Regions from separate parts of the Columba livia genome. Here region 2 is linked to region 1. A link is a contact called in public Hi-C data. All regions are on one chromosome and are shown on one strand. Each heading gives the region's core, a stretch centred on a gene start, on an enhancer-like site or on the middle of the called end of the contact. The rest is flanking DNA. Distances are from core to core; before and after follow the strand shown.

Region 1 (6,650 bases), core at 673-3,172:
TGCAGATGACATTTATGTGAATATGCAAGCAGGTATTTGTGAAATCTTAGTCAAGATTTCTACTTGCAAATGAAATGAAATTAAATAGAATTGAAAAGAAATAGATATATAGAAATGAAATAAATAGTGAGCTTTTATTCCAACACATTTTAATGAAAATGATGACAATTATGATTATTTTGCACTGTCGCTCTAGTTATAAGGATGCGGATCAAGCATTCTAAAGTTTCTCTAGGGCTGGAGTATAACTGACAAACCTAACAAGAAACAGAGTAGATGGGATCTCTTGCAGTGGATTTCATTAGCATCATAGTTCTTGATCAAACTCTGGAAAACGAATCTCAGAAGCCTGGCATTTGCCTTATCAATGTATGTGAACTCAGCACTAAAATTCACAGAGACCATAACAAAATTAAATTTAGAGTAGCAATGAGTATTTCTGAAAAACCTCAGTTCTCGTGTGTATCTCTTATAAGACAAGTTAGTGCTTTGGATCATTAGCTACAAAATCTGCAAGACAGAAAAAGAGGCTGGAGGAAGGAGTACTAAGTAACTAAATTTTATTTCCCCCAAGTGACTATCAGCTTCTCAGAGGCAAACATTTAAACGGTTAAAGTTTTACATTCATTTCCTGCATTCATGTTTAGCAATCCTATCACTCTGGGAGCATTTAATTACGCATACAAATGCCAGCTAACGTGAAAGATGCTACCAAACCACTAACTGTCCTTCTCATCGACTGAAAGCACCGTGTGGGTGTGGAAATAGAAAGCTCCCCTGTGAAATCCAAAGCCTTGGTGAAGTCAATGACAAAAAGCCCCACTGACTTTGGGAGATACTGGATCAAGCAGAGGCGCTGTACGCACACACATCCAAGTGCTCGGTCGATCTGACCTCTTGGATGAGACTCAGCATGTTCTTGGTGATCTATTCAAGCCGTAATAATTTCAGGGTTGCTTTGGTGAAGTCTGAACTTACCAAACCCTACCATGTCAATGTGACCTGATGCGGCTGTCACAGAATGGTTGGGGTTAGAAGGGACCTCTGGAGATCATCTAGTCCAACCCACCTGCTAAACCAGGTTCACCCAGAGCAGATCACACAGGAATGTGTCCAGGCGGGGTTTGAATGTCTCCAGAGAAGGAGACTCCACAACCTCCCTGGGCAGCCTGTTCCAGTGCTCTGGCACCCTCAAAGCAGTTTCCTCTCACATTCAGACAGAACCACCTGTACTTCAGTCTGTGCCCATTGCCCCACATCCTATTGCTGAGCACCACTGAAAAGAGTCCTCTTGACAGCCACCCTTGAGATATTTATAAACACTGATGGGATCAATGGGTGGGAAGGAACCTTCCTCTGGGAAAGGTGCAGGTGTCTGCTATCTGACAGGTTTTTCTGGTAGATTTGAAGCCATGTACTCATAATAAGGACGATTGCCCCCTGCTTTAGCACATACATTCTGAGTGGAAGGAGCCAAGAGGCCAGGGAGTGTGGGCAGCAAGTGGGGGTGCTCTTGGGCAGAGGAAGACTGAGGGTCAGGGAGGAACCCTGGGGGACGGCGGAAGGTCAGTGTGGGAAGGCGGTGGGAGGACTGCAGGAGGGTGAGGTAGAGGCTGAAGGAGATTTGGGGAGGAGATGAGGAGCAGTGAGTGATGCTGGTGACTGAGAGAAGCAAAGGGGTTGAGGAAACTGACTGGGCAGCCTGGGGAGAAAGGAGTGAGGGGAACCACCACCGGGCTGAGGGATGATTGGGACGAGCTAGAGGGTCTGTACCAAAAACCGCGCCAGGGAGCCCATCCTGAGGGGACATGGCACAGGCAGCCCCGAACTACACCTCCCATAACGCCTTTCGCAGCGCCCGGCACTGAGCATGCGCGGCAGCCGCCTCTCTGCCGAGTGCGGCGGGCGAGGGGCCGCCCGCCCCCCTCCCCACCGCCGCCGAGAGCGCTGGGGAGGCGGTGCCGCTCCGGCCCGCCCCGCCGCCGCCACGGCCCCTCTCCGCGGACAGCACCCGCCTGCGAGGAGGTGGCGGCGCCGCCCGCCGCGGGCGGGGAGGCCGTGAGAAGGCGGTAGGGGCCGGGCCGAGCCGAGGGGGCGGTTGCTGCCGTTGGCGCCGCGGGCGGCAGGTGAGGCGGCGCAGGGCGGCCGTGGGGCGGCGCGGGGCGGCGCAGGGCGGCGCAGGGCGGCCGTGGGGCGGCGGCGGCCCGGGCCGGGCACCAGCGAAGGGCGGTTCGCGGGGGCCGGTGGCGGTTGCCGCCTCTTTCCTGAGGGGAAAGTGGGGCCGCGGCGGTGTCTCTGGTGATCGGCGGCGACTCCACAGTGGGGAGGCACGGGGTGGAGGTGGGAACAAGCCGGGGTTTTCCCCCAGAGCTCCCCCCAGGGGTGCCCAGAGCGGAGCTGACCCCTTGGACGTGGAAAGCTTTCTGCTCCAGAGCCGGGGAGTGATAGCGATCCGGCAGCAGGGGCAGGCGGGGCTGTGAGGGTTGGTTCTTGCCTGCACCGCTGAAACGCGGTTCAATTAAAACTCAAATAACCTCCCTAGAGGTCAAAGACGCTGCAGGTTTAAAGCCTACCAGGTCAGGTAAAGATGTAATTATGTTCTCCTGACAGTTTTCCTTGATGGTTGAGCGCCTTGGGAACCCCCCCAGACACCTGTCTTCAGCTTTGAAAGCTTAGCAGTCCTTGTGAATTTGGCCCCAGTGGATACGGGTGCTGAATTTATTGCATCCTGCCCCTTTCAATTATTGTGTGCTGACTAAGCATGGTGGAAAAGTTTATCTTGCATATGTCAGCTCAGGGTGCGTTGCACATGCATGCTCTCAGGTCAGGCTTACCCACTCTGCTTGTGTCCTCCAGCTTCCTTACAGCCCCTCTCAATTAACCCAATGTTTTAATGGGTTATTAAGATAATGGCTGCTGCTTTGAAGAAAAAGAAAAAAAAGGGAAGAGGCATGCTCTTCTCAAGTAATAAGAATAATGACTGTATCTGAACAACTGGTAAAGGGAAGGGAACATATTGGTGTTTTCACACCAGTACCATAGTTGGATAACTATTGACAAATGCTGACTTTTAAACGATGACTGCTGATTCAGGAGAATATGTTGACTTTGGTAATAAAACAGTAATGGCTCTTTTAATAGCAATCTCAAAACACTTGAACTGATAGATTGGCTTGTTAGCTCAAGTCTTGACTTAGCTGAGAACCAGAAGAGCTCTTATTCTCTGGGAGAATCTTCTCCCCCAAACAAATCTGACATATGCTAAACTCATCAACTGTAAGACAGGGTGTTTATTTTGCAGTATCATTTTCAAAAATGTGGTGGGTACCAAATGCATGAACTAGATACAGAAAACCAGCTTTCCAGTCTGCTTTTCTGCAAGAGTGCATTTTGATCGGTTTATGATTGCAAGGTGACAGTTTTACTTGGAGTCTCAATTTTGTGTTCCCTATGAGAGCAGGTCACATTCAGTTACTGTTCCCCAGAGTTTTTAAGAGATTTGTATCTGGCCTGTGTTCTAACACAGCAAGGTCTTTAGGAGGTGTTTTAAAACATAGAGACTTAGAGATCTTCCACTAGTAAAGCTATAGTTTTATTCAAATAAACAGATACATAGATGACTCGTCCCAGCAAAATAACCTGCTTTTTATTTAAAATGGCTTTTCCAACCAGAGCGTGTCTCGGCTGTGAAGGAGCAGATTTTCCTAGGAAGTGGTGGGAGGCAGGAGGAATCACGAAAATGAAAGTGGCACAAAGGAGAGCATTAAACCACAGAGCTAGAACCATATCAGAGGTTCTCAGCTGTACAGACAAAATTTTGCCTTCTCACACTGTGGGACAACAATTTATTCAGTTGTTATCCATGATGGTCACAAAATTCAGTTTTGTGGTTCAGATTGAGAAGCAGGATGGGTCTATGGGTCCACAAAGCTCAGGGAGAAGTGGGCTAGGAAGGGTAAGTGGAGTTTTGGGCAAAATGGGCAAAAAAGAGGGACACTTTCCTTGTTTTGCTGGTTGCCTTCCTGGGAAAACCAGTGACTGTTCCTGACAGACCTTGCACAGTTGGCACAGAACGCTGAGGGTTGGTGTTGGTCAGTGGTTCTGCTGTGCTGGATGAATGCATGACATGGGACCCTCTTCCTTCTCCTTTTAGGTCTTCACCCCTTTCCTTCTCCTTCTGTGGTAGGACGTGTTCCCTCCTCCTCCATCAGCACGCCACCTGCTCCAACACCATTCTGCCTTCCTCCCCCCCACAACTGTCTCTCCCTGTCCTGGCAGTCAACTGGTAGGTGCTGGAAGAAAGTAGGTTTCTTTGTTTGCCCTCCAAGCATGCAGACTGGGCCTGGCAGCACAGGCCGTGGAAAGGTGGCCACTCACATTCGGTCACACTAGACAGCCCTCAGCTCTGCCTGTGCTTGGAGCAAGCTATGAGTGGGGCATTGAACTCAGCATGGCGAAATTTAAACTGCAAGTTTTCAAAGCCAATTACTGGATGCAATCTGTGTCTGACAAGCTTCAGTTTCATTAGCTGCCTCCCAGCCATATCGAGCTGCACAGCTCACCTTTGCAGAGATCAGATTCTCTTCTGTGATGTTATTAGGTATTTTTAAAAATAGCTTCATCAGTCCACTTTAAAAGAGCTGGTCTGCTCTGATAACAGTGCCTGCTGGTGCTTTTCCAGATAAGGAACTTGTCACTTTTCCTCCTGTCATACATGCAGCTTCTGCCCTATTTAGAATAAAGCTTAAAAAAAGACTACAAAGTAACCATCAGTCTTGTGTAAAGGTTTATGTGTTTGGTTTAGGAACAACGGAACACTCCTTATTTAACTACTCTGGACAGTATTGGTTTATGAAGAATATAGGATTAACATAAATGCAGAGTTGAAGGCTTCTTCAGGATATCTTTATCGTAAGATCTCTTATATAACAAAATGACAACAGGCAAGAGATTTCCTTTTTTCTTTCAGTCTCAATGAGAAATTCATTAGCTTTTAAAAGGGATCTGAAGTACTACATTGTGCATGTATGTCCATAATCTATAGGGCATTGGAAAGCAACCAGATTAAATAGTTTAAAAAGCAATTTCAATCTCGTTTGAGGATCTGAAAAGTAGTTTGTGCTTGTGCACACAAGGAGTGTCATAGGCAAGCTGCAGTTGCGTGACTTACCTAGTAATTCATTCTACAATGGTGTATGCAGGAGCAATGTTTGAATTTAGCAATTTCTTTGATGTTTTGTGAGGGGATGGCCTTTTTAAAAAGGTCTGTTAATTCTGTGGGAATTTGGTAATGACTAGTTGCTGGGGGATTGGAAGAGAGTAGCAGTTGAAGCTCCTGGCATCTCTGCTTGCAAAAGAGAGGCAGCCCTCTGCAGCATCTTTTGTAAGCTACAATCTTAGAAATCCTTGCTCAAGAATATTCACTGGTGTCTTCAACAGAACTTGGGAGCTTGTTGATCGCTCTTGATTAATTGAGCTGTGCTTCATGAACGAGCTACATACTATTACAGGAAAAAAGCACTGGGGTTGTCGTGGATGTAGGACCCGGTGCACTGTGGATTATCACAGGAAAGCCCTTTGTTCTTGCACTGGGCATGTCATGGATGTAGGACCCAGTGCACTGTGAATTTTCATAGGAAAGCCCTTTGTTCTTTCCCCCTTTCCCTCTTTGTTATTTGCTTCTCAGTTCCTTTTCTTTTTCCTTTCTCTGTTTCTGTCTCTTTCACTATGCCTTTGACTCAGGTCTATTAGTGTACTTTAAGCGCTTGCCTAAATGTTTGCAGCATAGGATGTAAGTACCTATTTGCATCATCAAAGGATCACATTTCAAAATTACAACTCTTGCTTTGAACAAGAGGAAAAAAGGTTCCTGGTTGCTATGGTAATGAGTGCTATATAAATGCCTATAAATAAATAAAGTAAACAGCTGACTCTTTGGCTTCAATTTGCAGTACTAATGAGATATAATTAAATATCAAAATGGGAGGAAGTTATATTTTACCAGTTTTATTAAATGTGTATTATTCTTATGCCTTCTGTTTTACAGTATTTCTGCTGAAAACAATTAAATAATAAGTTTGTTCTTTCTCTATTAGAAAGTTAATGTTTTGAAAAATCTTAGTCTAGTATTTATGGAAAAAACATTTAGATGCCAAAAGGCACTCCACTAAAAAGATGGTGTCCATTTTAAGTTTAATCAGAACATACATTTTGAGCTAAATGCATACTTTTCTGTAAGAGACTATTATGTGCCGTCACAACATTTAAGTTCCAGTCACAAGTGTCTGTAAATGTAATTATGTTCCTCTGCAGTGTTTGAAACCCCACCAGAGCATAATAGCAAAACTCGAAAATGTCACTGACTATTATGCTAAAATGACAAAGGTAGAGTAAAAAAATCAGATATTCCTTGTTGAAGTTTGAGGAGGAGGGGAGAATTGACTTTTTGTAAGCCTCGTGTTCTCAGCTTCATGATGTAAAAGTAACTTCCTCTCCCTGCTAAAGGTGATAATTGTGAAATGGATTGGATGGAGACAATAAATTGCTTCTTCAGAAGTCAGCAAGTAGCCATCAGCCATTGCTAAAAACACTTTTCATTAGCAATCTGTGTCACCCAGTCCACTCACTTGCAGTTTCTGAAGCGTGACTGC
Region 2 (6,590 bases), core at 2,138-4,637, 150 kb after region 1:
GCATAAATAACCCTGTTGATCTCCTCTATGGACAATGCACAAACAGCTTTGGATATCCAGAGTTTTCTCTCATGTTTGGGAAGCTCCCAAACAGGAGTCATACTCCTGACTGCTTACTCTGCGCAGATTTTGTAGTTACATCCAAGGGGAAACAATGCCTCCAAATTGTTTGGAGCTTCAAACAGGTTACCACAGGTCTCATTTCAGCAGCTCTGGAGATAGCCTTTGATTTCAGAACTGATTTAACTCCAGAAAAAAACAGGGTTTCATTTGACACCCTCCTCTCCAGGAGAGTTAATTGTCTCCTGAAAAGGTGGTGAATCAGCAGAAGTGTGAAAACTATTATAGTAGTACCACTGAAGCCCTGCAGGTTTCTACTCAAGTCTGATGAGGAGCGGCTGAGGGAACTGGGGCTGTTCAGCCTGGAGAAAAGGAGGCTGAGGGGAGACCTTATTGCTGTCTACAAATACCTGAAAGGAGGTTGTAGCATGGAGGGGGTTGGTCTCTTCTTCTGAGCAGCAAGTGATACAACAAGAGGAAATGGCCTCAAGTTGCACCAGGGGAGGTTTAGATTGGATATTAGGAAAATATTCTTCATGGAAAGGGTTGTCAGGCATTGGAACAGGCTGCCCAGGGAAGTGGTGGAGTCACCATCCATGGAGGTGTTTAAAAGATGCATAGACAAGGTTCTTAGGGACATGGTTTAGTGCTAGAGTTAGATTATGGGCTTCAGGAGTGCAAATTGACTGACTCAGTTAAACTAAAAATTAATCCAAATGCCATAAATCTCAACAGCATTTGAATTAGCATTATGCTATATTTGGAATAGGTAAAACCAGCTTACACCACCCACACCAAAACTGTGGTCCTGGAAATACTGACTACTTCTCTTTGGTCATTGAACAGGCTTGGTATTCAGTGCAAAGTATAAAAAATTGAAACCTCAACGTATTTTAATTTGAAAATGCCTTTTTGAGTGATTAAGTACTTAGAATTGAAAGTGGCAGTGTTTTAAATTAATTCTTGTCCCATAAGTTTAACTGTAATTTTGCTAACCAAGGTTTTCACGTGCATAAACCCAGCTATGAGATCAGGCACTCAGTTTCCTCATTTGTCAATCATCTGACTTTGTAACATTTAAAGTCTTGATTTGAATAGCATGAAAAAGAACACAAGCTTAAGAGTTTCCCCTTGTTCAAAATATACATGGGTTTTGAGTGAAAAATCACCAAAACAGTTGTTGAAACTCTGAGTGTCAAGAAAAAAAATGGAATTTTTTTTCAGAATGTCCAAAGTTTCAATAATGTAAGAAGTGTTATGAAAGGCTGTGTAGGGATTTCTTTTTAGAAGGTTGTTTTGAGATGAAAAAGCTAACAATTGCTACGTGCTTCATTCCAATTCCTACATAAGATTTCTTCCGTTCAGAAGGAAATGTCAACCTCAGCTCACGAGGGAGAGCTCACAGCAAACCCAGACGGGCGGTTCAGCACACACCAATGCCCTCCGGCAGGTTTGCTCCCTGGGGCTGGCTGATTTTGGGGTACACAAAGCTGTGAGCTTTAGTCAAAAGCTGGGGGCCCTCCAGAAGCCTCTCGTGTGGGAATCCCCACCATCCCACAGCCATCTCTGACTGTTTTCTTGAAAGCAGCAGAAACTTGGTTATCTCTGAAGGCTCTTGCTTTCTGTCACCTCTGATTGAAATTAGCCAGTGGTCCAGCAGCTGCTGGAGGAGCAGTGAGACAAACTTCTCCTTGCAGAGTTTGCATTTCCTCAGGGAAAGGGGACTAAAAGCAGATACCAGAAGCAGATTTTCAAAATCTGCTGTTTAGCTGCTCGCTGTCTCAAGGAGCAAGACTGAGGGAGTATTGCTGTATAATCCTATGACCCGTGTAACAAGTGAACATGATGGTTCCCTCTCGCCCTAAAATATTTATTGCTACATAAGAAGAAAAAACAAATCAAAACATCAGCCCCAAAACAAACAACAAAACTAAAAATAGAAAACTGCTTGTCAGGAAGGATCAGACTCACATTTATCACTTTGTGTGTTTTATGATGAATCTGACTTTGCCCACGCCTGCATCAGGAAAACTAAAGCAGGGATTCAAATGAAGCACTGCACATGCAATCAAAGGAAGGAGGATGCTTATTAGCTCTCCTGCTTGCTGCTTTCCCTTGCATGTGCGAAGATGTTTGCAGAGAGGCTGGGCGCTGTGCTGCCAGGGATCCTGTGCTCAATCCTGCGTGGGCTGTCTCTGCTCAGGATACCAATGTGGGCTTTTATATGTACACACACACAGGTATATATATGCACATATTACTTCAGTGGCTTATTGCTTCTTCACACTGGTGAGACTCCACCTGGAGTCCTGCATCCAGCTCTGGAGCCCTCAGTACAGGAAAGACATGGACCTGTTGGAGTGGGTTCAGAGGAGGCCACCAAGATGATCAGAGGGCTGCAACAGCTCTGCTGTGAGGACAGGCTGAGAGAGTTGGGGTTGTTCAGCCTGGAGAAGGCTTCGGGGAGAACTTATTGCAGCCTTTCAGTACTTAGAAGAGGCCTGTAAGAAAGATGGGGACAGACTTTTTAGCAGGGCCTGTTGTGATAGAAAAAGGGGTAATGGTTTTAAACTAAAGGAGGGAAGATTCAGGCTCAGACACGAGGAAGAAATGTTTTACATGAAGGTGATAAAACACTGGCCCAGGTTGCCCAGAGAGGTGGTAGATGCCCCATCCCTGGAGACATTCAAGGCCAGGCTGGATGGGGCTCTGAGCAACCTGATCTAGTTGAAGATGTCCCTGCTCATGGCAGGGAGGTTGGACTAGGTGAGCTTTGAAGGCCTCTTTCAACCCAAAAGAGTCTGTGATTCTATGCTTACGGGTGGCCAGTGGTAAGGTCTCCTCCTGTCTCATTTGCGCATCACTTATGCCAGGGAAGGAGAGGAACTGCCTGTGCGCCTGGCTCTGCAGGTCTGCCTGCCCACACACCTGCATCTTCCCACCTTTTACCCTTGCATGTGCCCAGCTTGCTCTGAGCGCTCCAGGCTGGGGCAGGCTGAACTGCTTTACTACTCTAAAATCCTTTTACTAATCTAAAATTCATGACTGCTTACATTCCTCTCAGAGGCAGCCACGATACTCACAAGCAAAATGCATTGCATTATTATTTATAATGGTTACAATATTATTAATTTAGCGGGGGGTCTCTGACTCTCCCCGCGCTGGCGGAAAGGGCGTCCGGCTCCCGCTCCCGGCCATGACGAACGCACCTTGCTTATGTCACGACCCCGCGTGACGTAATGCCGACAGCATTCCCACCGCTGCTACGTCACAGCGCGGGGAGATGTGAGCGCTCACGGAGCGGCGGAAGTAGCGCTCAAGCGACTCGCCAATGGCGAGCGGCTCCGCTCGGAGGCGCCGCCCAGGCGGCCGCCGAGCGGGAGGGGGATGTTAAAGGGGCGGTGCAGCGGGGCTGATGGAGTCCGGTGGCGGGACGGAAACGCGGGATGGCGGCTGTTTCCTGTACTACGCGTACGGCAGCAACCTGCTGCGGGAGCGGCTGCTGCTGAGCAGCCCTTCGGCGGCGCTCTGCGCCGTGGCGCGCCTGCAGGTGCGTGCGGGGGAGCCCGGGGCGGCGGTGCCGCGGGTGGGAGGAGGCAGCCCGTGGGAGTCCGCTTGCCCAGGTGGGGTCGTGTGTGGGCCTGGCTCTGCTGCCCCAACCCCGCTGGCCTGTCCTTCCTACCGGTGGCGGGGCGGCAGGGGCACGGTTCGGGCGGGGGGGGGTCCCCGTCATCCTTGGTGCCGCGGCGTGGGGACAGTCGGGGCCTGCTGTCTGGGCCGCCCTTTGCCAAAAAAAACCCCAAACAAGTTATAATAGTCCCACCTCTGTGGGGTTTATCTTACTGGGTTTAACCAAGTTTGTAAGGCTGCCAATTGAGATGTGTGAAGGGTTGCGAACCTGAAAGTGTAAGTAGCAGGTGCTTAGTTGGGTTTATGGGGCAGGTTTCTGGCAGTCTTGAAAGGATGATGCTTCATTAAAAAAAAAAACCTAAATTCCTGCTTGCCCTTTGTGACAGTGGTTACAAGTGAGAAGCCCTCCCCACACCGTGTGCCAGGTGGGACGGAAGCTTTCACCCCGTGCTGCACAGCTGCAGCGGACACCTTGCTGCGCCCAGCAGTTCTGCCACACCTGGGGTTCTTAAATATTTGTATATCAACTTGGCTTTGATGTAGACTTGGAAATATGAGCTCATGGTCATCAAGCTGTTGACATCTGTGCAACTGGAAGGATCCTTGGAGGAGCAGAACATTGATTGATACCACTTAAGGATGACTTGAAGGTTCTCTTGGGGTAACTGGAAGGAGACGACCTACATTAGAGTGTGTGAGGGTGTTCCAAAACCTTGTAATTAATAAAATCCCTGCAGTCAGGTGGTTGGCGTCTCTTGGGTTCCAGCAACCTGGCAACTGAGGCCTGCTCACGTAAAGTGTGAGGCAATTACAGATGCCACTGAGGAGCTGGATGTGCTGAGAGCCCAGCACCTTGCAGGATCAGACCTCAGAGGTGAGAAGGGCAGTAGTATTGCATACATACCTATGAATAAAAGAAAGCCTTCTGCATCAGCCCCCCCTTTTGGGTTTCAGGTAGATTTTTCAGGTTAGGCAGTAAGTGTTTTTGGCCGCGCTGCAGGTTGGCTGTTGAGGAGCTGTCAGTCAGGTGCCAGCCGGCCTTTGACCGACTGCTGTGCTCCCTTGCTTCAAGCTGGGAGATCACTGATCCTTGGGAGGAATGAAGCACACTGAGGTTGGAGCTGATTTCTGGTGATTGCTCTATGGTAGTACCACGTGTGCTTAAAAAAAAAAAAAAAGGAAAAAAGGCTATAAACAGAGTACTTTAAATGCTAAATGAGAATATTAAATCCTCTCTTTTTATTTTTTAAAGCTCTGTTGATCTTCAATCAAAAGCTGTAAGAAATGGGATGTGTAACAATCACAGAAAGGGTATTACGGTGCTACTTAGAAGAAGGGCCAAAGACCACACTCTTGATCTAAGACTGTATCTAGCATGCTGGCTGCAGTTGCCCGCATGGCCTAACAGGGTTCCTGCTTCCAGAGCTGGAGCTAACCGTGCTGTTTCTGTGCAGTCTCTGTTGCTGTTTTGTTTTGGTTTCTTTTTTAATACTAGGTTGATGTGAACACACTTGGCTCCACAGGATTATTTCCTTGGAGGTGCCCTGCAAGCTCACATCCACATCTGTAGCTTCAGTCTGTGACTCAACTGGACTGTTTACTTGTCTGCAACATGCTTAGGCTTGACTGTCTGCAGGGTCTAGTCCACAGTTCTCCTCATGCAGTAATCCAGTGACCTGAACATTGCAAAGCTGTTGTGCAGCAGGTTGTGGAATGGTTGATGACTAGTATGTCTAAGTAAACTTTTTTTTCTAATGAAATTAGTTTAATGAGGGATATTTTATGGGGAAGGAAGGTGATTCTATTGATGGAGTAAACAGTATGGCTTTGCCAGTGCTGTTTTTCTGTCTGTAAGCTTCCAACCACTCACCTTTAGCAGCCTGTTCCCCATATCTGGACAAATTACAAGAAGGTAACGTGTCTCAGAAAGTGAGTATTAATATGTACACACATATATTTCAAATCAAAATTACGGCTTGAAGAGGGTGATTATGAGAAATAAGTAAAGCTGTGGGGTTGTATAGGTTTGGGTTTTATTTTTCTTGTAGTTTTTAATTCTTTTTGCCTTTTCCAGGTTTTGTTCTTGTGGTTAAGCAGGTAGCCTTCCTTAAAGCTGTTTGTTTTGTTTTGTTTTTCCCTTCTCTACTGCAAGGCAAGGATCCACAAATTGGCTAACAAGTTAGAGTGGAAACTGAGTGTATCGAGTCAGATGGGAAATCACACTGGAAGAGTGCAAGAACCTGTTGTTCTCTTTTGCTTATATAGTAGTATTTGACATTACTTTAGAAATCAAATATCTCTTTTTCTTGTAAATGATGTTTTACCTTGAAAACACCTGAGTAAGCTCACTCAAGGAGGCATACGCCTTGGCTTAAAAAAGTACCCAAGAATGTGCCAGTTGAGTGATGAGATGGCACAAAACACTGGAAAATACAGAGGATGTTACTTTATAATTGGGCAGTTGTATTAGCACATGCGGACAAGACCCAATGCTCACTATCTTATAGGCTTCTTTGCGGCTAACTATTTTCCTGGATTCTGCATGGTAGCATTTGAGTCTTATAACAGCACTAAAAGCTGCAAAGGAACGGGCACCAGGCAGGCTTGTCTTTTGAGGAACAAGAAGAAGGCAGTAATCAGGTCCCTCCTTCACAGTACACCTCAGCCAAGGGCCCTTCAGCCTGTCTAATGGCAAGCCCATCAGTGATTCCATCACTGCCAACTTGGACAAAAGTCAAGCTGACTTATCTTCAGCACTGCTGTATTTACTGCAGAACTGGGTATGTGTGTTACTCTTGAGAAAGGGCTACCTCTGCTTTCTTATCCCTAGAAATTATCAGCTAATGTTTAGGCCAGACTACTAAGGGGTTTGTATGTTGATCCAGGTCTCTGCAAACCAA

What was found. Hi-C and Micro-C count contacts between places; a contact is called where the count stands out from the background.
Region 2: a Hi-C map of crop shows a contact between it and region 1, with 3 times the contacts expected there. The contact joins the promoter of GGCT here to the promoter of POMGNT2 in region 1. A contact is called at or near these places in 2 of 2 Hi-C or Micro-C datasets (crop and liver).

The regions. Positions count from the first base shown.
Region 1 is chr2:45,299,651-45,306,300 of bColLiv1.pat.W.v2, forward strand. It overlaps POMGNT2 (protein O-linked mannose N-acetylglucosaminyltransferase 2 (beta 1,4-)), which reads left to right and starts at 1,923. Exons shown (of 2, transcript XM_065051632.1): 1 at 1,923-2,126.
Region 2 is chr2:45,448,514-45,455,103 of bColLiv1.pat.W.v2, forward strand. It overlaps GGCT (gamma-glutamylcyclotransferase), which reads left to right and starts at 3,388. Exons shown (of 4, transcript XM_065051653.1): 1 at 3,388-3,610. The coding sequence starts at 3,476.